Linked DNA regions of Mus musculus: region 1 is linked to region 2. A link is a contact called in public Hi-C data. All regions are on one chromosome and are shown on one strand. Each heading gives the region's core, a stretch centred on a gene start, on an enhancer-like site or on the middle of the called end of the contact. The rest is flanking DNA. Distances are from core to core; before and after follow the strand shown.

Region 1 (4,423 bases), core at 753-3,252, 490 kb after region 2:
TTACCAAAACTATCTTTATTCCTACATCCTTGTAACACTTTTTCTTCTACTTGCTGGCCCCCTTTTGTTTCATTTCCTTTTTTGGAATTATAAGACATAGTAACAATGCATTTACCATCATATTAGAAGAGTGAGTCCAAACTACATGGCTTAATATAAATTAAGATTATCTGTATATACATTGTTAATTTATAGGCCTTTTTTCTGAGTATAATTAATATATATATATATATATACACACACACATATATATACATATATAAGTACAATAAGTATAACTTATTAAGCAAAAGTACAATAAGTAAATAGCAAGTCACAGGTAGACAGCAAAGTATCAGATCAGCAAGCCAACTGAGGAAACCCTGCTCAAACCATCATGCTGGTATTACCACTTGAGAGATGTCCAGGCAGAAGGCGTCTTGCATCCTCTCATCTGATGCATCCCATCATAGCTATTCCCATGACAGGCATTTTTATATGATGGGATAACAATAGTAGACTCTGTGGGAATGCTTTACCGTTTAGCTGTTCTCAAGGACACAGTGCAGCTTGGGCTGCTTGTTGTTCTCCCTGTTACAGGGCCAGGGGACCCCCCCCGACTTAGGACAGGTTTTGGAGGGCACTCTGGGGCAAATATGCTCAGATCTGAAGTAGGGGTGCCAAATTGTACATTGAGAGTCAACTTTTTAGTGAGCTTAAACAGCATCTGACAACTTAACAATATAATGTGTACTACACATGTAATTGCAGACCTGAAGAAGATAGTTGATAGCTACCTTTTCTGAAGGGCCAATGCAACCAACCAGCTGCCAGTAACACTCTGAGACTGCGAGCCAGTCCTCTGTTAAATGCTTTCCTTTGTGAGTTGCCCTGCGAATGGTGTCTCCTCACAGCAACAGAACAGTAACTAAGACGGTCCCCTAGACTGTCAGTGACCCAGACCTTAAAATAGAAACATCTGATGTTTTTCTGCACTCAAATATAGCCTGAATTTAGATTGGAGGATGGAAAAAGTAGCCTCAGAGGGAAACATTGAATACAGCATTGTCTTTTTATATAGGTCAGAACACTCATGTATTAAAATCTTCGGGCTGCCCACTTCCACTTGTAAACACATGCCAGCTCTATATACAGGCTTGCAAACAGTTGGTCTGGTTGCCATGTACTCGTGACCTTATAAAATTTAAAGCTCTCAACGGGTTGAAGTGGCAGAGGGAATGCCATTTTGTCTTCCACTCTGTGTCTACTCAGGCACTTTTCAATCCCTAACCCCTGAACACTCACATCCACTTTCACAGCACACTGGGGCTTTCTATGATCCTGGCCCAGATACACACACACACACACACACACACACACACACACACACACACACACGGACTGGGAAGGAGAAAGCTCCCCAAGGGACAACCTCGCCTCATAACCATCATGAGGCAGCATGGACAAAGTGAGACGAGAAGAGTTCCATGCTGGCTCAGCAGAAATAACGTTGCTTAGTGCTGAGATGGCTCTGCTCAAGTGGGGAAAGAAGGCAACAAAATGCTCTAGAAAGGTTGGGCTCTCAGCTCTGACCAACATGGAGGGCACGGCATGAGGGCCTCATCCCAAGGGGACCAGGAAGTTGCTCTTCTGAATGGAAGCATGAAGTGGAAATTTCTGGTTTCTTTGGAAACTCAGTTGTGTATCCTTACAGCAACTGCTGAGATTTACAGCTTGTTTGTCTTGTTGTTTTTCTTTCAAACTGTAATAAACTGTCCTTGAACTTCTATTATTATTTATTATTATTATTATTATTATTATTATTATTATTATTATTATTATTATCAGCAGCTTCTGGAAGCTGTCTTGTGAGAGGACATGTGATACTTTGACTGGGCAGACACTTGAGAGAGGTGTGATGTTTGGAAAGAGTCTAAGTAGAACCCCATAAACAGTGGGAGGTCGCTCTTGCATTCTATGTTCGCTGGTCTTCACTTCATAGGCAGAAATATGTCAAAGAACATTCCAGCTGCTTCTGGCTGCTTCTGCTGACTCATGCTGACTCATGCTGATTTGTGGTTTCTGCTGGATTGAGCCACAGCTACTGATTCATGTTTGGTGTTTGCTATTGGACTGGACTGCTGGTATCCTGACAACAAAGAGTGTAGTCGCCCCAAAGAACTACTTCTAAACGGGTCCACAACCATCTTTTCCTATTAACCTTCTTTCCTTACCTCCAGTTGGTGGGCTAGAAGGGTGGTTGAAGTATTCTAGAACCTAAACAAAGTAGGTTTCAAAAAATCTAAGCCTATAGGAGCACCACACAAGAGACACACAGTTTTAAATAGGTGTTAACTATGTTTGACAGTGTTCGCTATTTCTACTGAGCTAACATGGAGTCCACCAGAAGGCACTTGCCTAAGGTCCTGGAAGATGGTTGCCTGCTGAGTTCTCTCAAGAACTTCTTTATGGTCCTTCATGATCACCACATCCTACTTGGGAAATTAGAGTCCCTTTGGGGTTCTTGTTAATAATAATAGGGAAGGAAGGAAGTTCAAGGACAGCTTATTACAGTTTGAAAGAAAAACAACAAGACAAGCTGTAAATCTCAGCAGTTGCTGTAAGGAGGGAGGGAATGGAGAAAACCACAGCTTTTTTTAGTTAGGAGCCAAGAAAGGTAGCGTGTTCAGCAGAAAAGGTCCACAAGCAGATTTCCTTGCGGGGAGGAGGTGCATGTTCAGAGAAAGAGTAAGTAAGCTCAGAAGGAAAGAATATACAAGCTTTTGGTCAGTATCTGAAAGAAGAAGGTGAAGAAAAGGCCCTGTAATGACCACAGTCTCACTAAGGTGTAATTATTCCTCTCATCTCCTTAGTGTGTCTTTAGTTGAGTCAGACTTCTACAGACAGCTGTGAGCTTCCACGTGAGCTCTGAGAATGGACCAGAGCAGCCTATACTCTTAGCTGCTATGCTATCCTTCCAGCCTCTCCTATGGCTTTTAAAATGTCCAAGTGGGTTCCCTATGGTGTGCTTTTCTGCTAGGTGGCTCTAGTGTCTTCTGTGGCAGGATGCTGTCCCTGAGAAGCAGCTCGCACCTCTAAAGGAATGAGAGGTGGCCAAGTATAGATGACAGTGGCCCAAGAACACAGATTTAGTTTGTGCCAAGTGACACTTTAAGTATGGAAGGAATTATAGGGCTCTGTGCCATCACTCCAGGCAGCTCAAGGAGGTTCCTTTAATCAGATAAAACTGAACCATTAGCTTTGACACAGAAAGGAATTTCAGAACGAGTTGGCATGAAGCAGAGTTGGAGTTTATTAAAGACTAATATATATATATATATATATTTTTTTTTTTTTTTTAAGAAATGGGGTTAAGAGAAAGAGAGGCACTCCAGGAAAAAGACACAAAGATTGGCATAGGAGTGGGCTTCTCAGAGGGAACCACAACCCACTGATGCTGTATCAGAGAGGGCCACACCCACCATTGCTGTACCAGGCATATATAGCCTCTTGGTATGTTTGAGGCTATTCTTTCGAAGTATGGCAGAGGAACCCAAAGTAGATCACAGGAAAATTCCTGAGGACACCAATAGGATCACAGTTCAAACCGTAAAATTCAGGATTCGGGGCTATGGGTAGTGGGATCTTCATTGTTTACAGTCAATGATCTTGTGGGAGATTCCCAGAAAGGGATGAGTCAGTCATCTATCAGCATCACAGAGGGCGGGCACTGACAGCAGGCAGGCGTGAGAGCTGAGAGTTCACATCTGGTTTGGTTCTATTTATCTTAAATTATTGTGTGTGTGCATGTTGCATGTGTTCCCACATAAGCCAGTCAGATCCCCTGGAACTGGAGTTACAAGTGCTTGTGAGCCACCTGATGTGGGTGCTGGGAATTGAACTCTGGTCCTCTGTAAGAGCAGTTTGTGAAACCTCAGATCTTGAACTGCAAGCGCAAAGCAGAAAGCATGAACTCTTGAAGCCCGCCCTTACGTGACAGGTCCTCCAGCAAGAGCATTTGTTCTAAACCTCCCCAAACAGTGCCATCAAGTGGAGATCAAGTGTTCAAATACATGAGCCTGTGGGGAAGCATTCTCATTCAACCCACCACAAGCTTCAAAGCCAGAGACAGGTTAGGGCAGAGGCTCCAGTTGGTAATGGTCCTGTTTCCATAGAAAGATGGAAGTCAAACAGCACAAAGCCTGCTAGTTTTTATTTATTCAGTTTTCTTTTCCTTGTTTGTTTGTGAGACAAGATCTCAATGTAGTCCTGACTTCCCTGGAACTAGCTATGTAGACCAGGCTGGCCTTGAACTCACAGATCTGCCAGCCTCTTGCCTCCCAAGGGCTGGGATTAAGGACGTGTTCAGCATGCCCAGCCTCCTGTAAGCTTTTAAACCATTCTTTATCCCACTACTTCCATCCTAAACTATATAAGAGATGAA
Region 2 (4,750 bases), core at 1,737-4,236:
ACTACAGTGTTGATATTCTTGGTAAAAATGTAAAGCAAGTCTACTGCTGTACCACCCTGAGATGTACCCAATCTTGCTGATCTTGGAAGCTAAGCAGGGTCAGGCCTTGTTAGTATCTGGTTGGGATAAACAAAGTCTATTGAATAACTTAATCGGTTAGAATTGATCAATTTCCAAGCAACTTAAATTTGGGAAATCAAAAGGATGAAGCTATAACCTAATTTGTTCCAATCTAAAATTTGTATATTTCTGCCTTGTCATAAAATTAATCCGAGTATTTATTGAGCGTATAAGTGATTAGCAATGGGGCAGGTGCTATAGGAAAATAAGGAAGTATAGACCATAATCCTCACTCTTATGAAAAAGAAAAATCTGACTTCCATAAATAGAGAAGGCCTTCCATGTAGAGTTAACAGCACAAAGAAAGGAGTTGGGGTTAGGGAAAACAGTTTCTTACAATAAGAAATTATCTTGGTTACCCTGCTTTGAACACTGTGTGTGTGTGTGTGTGTGTGTGTGTGTGTATACATCACATGGCATCCTATAAATATGTACAGATTTCATTATATCATTAGATATAATGACTTTAAAAAGTCACCATCAGGGAATGCAAAACAGGGAATCATACTAAATACAGTAGGTAATGGGAAGCCAACAATTAAGTCAATGACTTGATAACTACAAGTTAAAGACAATAGGAGAAGCAAGGCAAGTTGATGAACCCTGTGAGCCCAGCCTTGGGAAGTAGAGGCAAGAGGATCACTACATTGCAAGCTTGAGGTGAGCTTGGACAACATAAGATACACACACACACACACACACACACACACACACACACACACACACCAGTCCACAAAAGAAGAGAGGAAAGGAGAGGGGATGGAAAAGGAGAGGAGAGGAGAGGGAGAGGAGGCTAGAGGAGAGGAGAGAGGAGAGGAAGGGCATGGAAGGGGAGGAGAGGAGAGGAAAGGAGAAGAGAAAGAAGAGAAGAGAATAAAAGAGAAGAGAAGAGGAGGGGAGGGGAGGGGAGGAGAGGGGAGGGAAGGAGAAATGACATCATTAATGTCTATGTGAACTTAGTGAGTTCACCACTGAAGAGGTCCAGCTGTCCCTCAAAAAGTTTATGTTCAAATCCTAAATCTTCTTCTATCTAGCTCCTCCCACCTGAGCTGTGAACACAATCATACTTAAAAGGAAAGTCTTTACAGATGTCATTAAATTAAGGCAAGGTTACAGTAAAATAAGAAAGCCCTGTTCTAGTATTTCCTGGTTTATTTACTAAATAATATAGTTTAGTGTGTGTGTGTGTGTGTGTGTGTGTGTGTGTGTGTGTGTGTGTGTGTGTGATGCACATGTGTCCTTATAACAAGGAACATACATTGGTAGGAGACACCTTGGGAAGAAGGCCATGTGACCACAGAAGCAGAGAATGTAGGGACACAGCTAAAGTCCAGGAAAGCCAAGGATGATGGAAGCTACCATACACCATGAGAAAGGCACAAGGCAGGGTACTCTTCCTCAGAGCTCTCAGAAGGAGTCAGCCCTCCACACACCCCAATTTCAGAGTTTTAGCCTCCCAAAACTGAGAGAACAAACTTCAGATGTTTTAGACCATTTGGCTTGGGACAGTTTGGTGCTATAATCCTAGGAACACAGTAGAATGTTGGAAATGGAAAAAAATAAGATGAGAAATTTCACCTTATTTATCTATTTACTTGTTCATTTATTAAATGTATATGTATGTGATCTGCATGTGGCGCATTCAGGGACAAAAGGAGGGTGGTCAGTTGTCTATTAATACCTATTTAGTGTTTGTTTATCTACTGAGACAGGGTCTTACCAGGTATTCCTGGCTAGCCTAAACTCACTATGTAGGCTAGGCTGGTCCTGAACAGGAGGCCTCTCTGCCTCCGAGTTCTAGGATTAAAGGCATCCATCACTTTGTCTGGCTACCATACTTTACTTTGGGGAACAGGGTCTCTCACTGATCCTAAAGCTCGCTGTTTCTGCTAGGCTAGCTGCCTAGCCACCACAAACTTCTGGGAGTCAGCCACCTCTGCCCTCAAACGCTGAAGTTATACAAGGCCATGCACACAGGGTCATATGCACACAGGGCCATGCACACAGGCCATGCACAGCTTTCACATGGGTAGTGAAGGTTCAAACTCAGGTTCTCATGCTTGCATGGCTTACCCACTGAGCCATCTCCCCAGCCCCGGATTTATCTATTACAATTTTTTAAAAAAAGCATTATTTTTAAAAAGTAGATGCTGAGCCAAGGATAAAACGCCAGCGAGTGGCAGAGCCAGGATTTAACCCCAAAAGCTTCCTGACTTCTGAACCCTTTAGCCACAGAACTCACAATGGTCTTGTGTAAAAGTCTATTTTTGTCCCCAGGAACATTATCCTCAGAAGAATTGCTTTGTCATGGCCGAGTGCTTTTTCACAAAACAAACTGTTATGACTAGGAACTTCCACAATTCAAACTATGACCTCCAGCTCAGGCTGTGGTTCTTCGGGATTCTGGTACAACCTGCTGGAGGCTGAGCTCAGTTTAAACTAATGCCTTAGGCTGAAGGGTGGCAGAGACCCAGAAACCGACTGTCCAGCACATCAGTCACAGGCAAAGGGGCCTGAGTTCCCTCTTCAGGCATTTTGGCTAGAACATAATTCAGCAGCAGCCCCGTGTCCCAGGAGGAAAGGATATTAGATCAATACTCGTGACGTCCTAATGAAACTGCCAGTTCCCCTCACATGGCTTTCTAAGCAGCACAGAAATCTAGGTCACCATGAGGCACAGCAGACCCAAAACCTCATTATAAAACTTGGTGCTCCCTCCCCTTAATTGTAAATATTTCATTCTATATACACTCATTAAGTGCCTGTTGTGTTCAGAGGATTAAGACCTATCCCTAGTGCTTCCACAAAAGGCACAAACTGTCAAGTCTGATAGCCCTTCGGTCTCCTCTCACTAACCCTCCTGTGGTCAGCAAGGGCCATGGCAACCTGTCTAACAGCAAATGGCATTGGTTGCCTCAGGGATCATGACCACAGCTATGGAAAACATTTTCAAGTTTTATCAAAAATGTTCCTTTGGCCACAGCCCAGTTTCTCTGGGTCTTAATTTATTTCAGCTTCCTGCGCCTCTCTGTGCTGCATCATGAATGGTTCAACATCTGCACCCTTGCAGGCAGCTGTCAGCTTGCTTCCTCTAGTCTCCATTTCTGTTCAGAAAACCAAATTAATTCAGCGATGTCTGTGACCAGCCACTCTGAAGACCAACAAAGCTATGAAGGGAGGCTAGTGCAAGATGACACTGGCGTGCCAAGCTTACCATTCATTGTTATTTCTACAGACACCATGAGTGTATTCACCTCTGACGAAATTTTACTAATCCATTCCCATGAAGATAACAAATATTGTGTAGATAAGCGAGAGTAATTCACACACTGATAAACTAATTTTAAATTGTTCTCTCTCGTCATTCACAGAGAGATGGGTAAAATAAAGATTGTTTAAAATAAGATTGATGGTCATTTTACAGAGTGACTCAGTGCCCTTAAACCTTTCAGTGAGAAGCTGGGATAGCGCATCTTCCATCATAACCCACTGTTATAGCTGCAGCCTAGGAAGGGAATGCACAAGAACCCCTTTCAGTTGTTCTTGAATTATTCAAGAAATAAATCCAAGCAGAGACAGAGACTCTCACTGCTAGTATTACAAGCCAGGGGCCAAGCGTTTCAGATGAGAGCCTGCGGGGAACACTTTAGATCCAAACTGTAATCTTCTACCCCTACCCTGAAGGGCTCGTGGGCACCTCACAATGCAAAAAGCGTTTACTCCACCTTCACCAGTCTCCCACAGTCTTCCCAGACCTAAAACTCTTCAAAAGCCTACTCTTCAAAGTCTCTTTTGAGACTTGAGGCAAACTCTTAGCTGTAGGAATGAAAGACTGAGAGGAATATACAGAAAATGAGAGGGGTTAGTCAAGTGATTAATGTTAAAAAAAAAAAAGAGGCAATTATGGACGGTGGGACAAGAGATGCTAAGTCACAGCAGCAAGGAGGGCGACCACACTGCTGCGCAGTAAGAATGAAATAGAGTGTGGTGCTCCTGCAGTGTAAGGAGCAGGCTAGAGGGAAGTGGGAGCCCCATTAGAGATGTCATTATACAGAGCTACAGAGGGTGAGGAGCCAGGGAAAGCTTTTAAAGAGAAGAGTGACATGATCGGACTGGTGGATTGAAGAGAGATCAGAAAGGGATGAAACAAGGACAAAGAATAAGGCTGTTCTTCCCAGGGCATGAATGGAAGAAAGGAGAAAGGCACCATAGAGGCAGGGCAGGGGTGAGCAAGCAGTGGGGCAAGCAGCCCTGAAGACGAGTCAAGAGACAAAGATCTGCTCAGTGATGTATACTGAAGAGCACTGGGCCTGGGGAGACTGATCGCCAGGTAAAGCATTTATTGCACAAATGGAAGGACCAGTCAGTTCTCAGATCCTCAGCAACCACATAAGGCCAGGCAGGCATGGTGGGTGGAGGGAGAGACAAGGGACTCCCAGGCCTAGCTGGATAGATAGACTGGCCAAATGGGTGAGCTCTGGGTTCAACAAAGCGACCCCACTTATAAATAAAGTGCAGACTGATTGAAGGAGACACACCTGGTATCAGACACACCTCTGACCTCCAACTCAAATTTAGACTTTTATCTGGAACGCCAAGTCTTCTAGCCTCTAGATGCTCAGAGTTCATA

The links. Hi-C and Micro-C count contacts between places; a contact is called where the count stands out from the background.
Region 1: a Hi-C map of adipose-derived mesenchymal stem cells shows a contact between it and region 2, with 2.4 times the contacts expected there. The contact joins two enhancer-like sites. A contact is called at or near these places in 3 of 39 promoter capture datasets (liver, pre-B cells and stem cell-derived epiblast-like cells) and 1 of 484 Hi-C or Micro-C datasets (adipose-derived mesenchymal stem cells).

Annotation. Positions count from the first base shown.
Region 1 is chr2:118,839,944-118,844,366 of GRCm38.p6, forward strand. All of the region lies in intron 1 of Gm39913 (a long non-coding RNA gene), which reads right to left. Among named protein-coding and RNA genes, the nearest start is that of Gm39913, 20 kb to the right of the region's middle. Within about 2 kb of position 2,003, at least 38 of the 459 cell types and tissues checked have an H3K27ac peak or open chromatin away from gene starts, as enhancers often do. A contact at or near this core is called in adipose-derived mesenchymal stem cells, where this site is marked.
Region 2 is chr2:118,351,200-118,355,949 of GRCm38.p6, forward strand. The region is part of intron 1 of Gpr176 (G protein-coupled receptor 176); the gene reads right to left. Among named protein-coding and RNA genes, the nearest start is that of Gpr176, 20 kb to the right of the region's middle. Within about 2 kb of position 2,987, at least 36 of the 459 cell types and tissues checked have an H3K27ac peak or open chromatin away from gene starts, as enhancers often do. A contact at or near this core is called in adipose-derived mesenchymal stem cells, where this site is marked.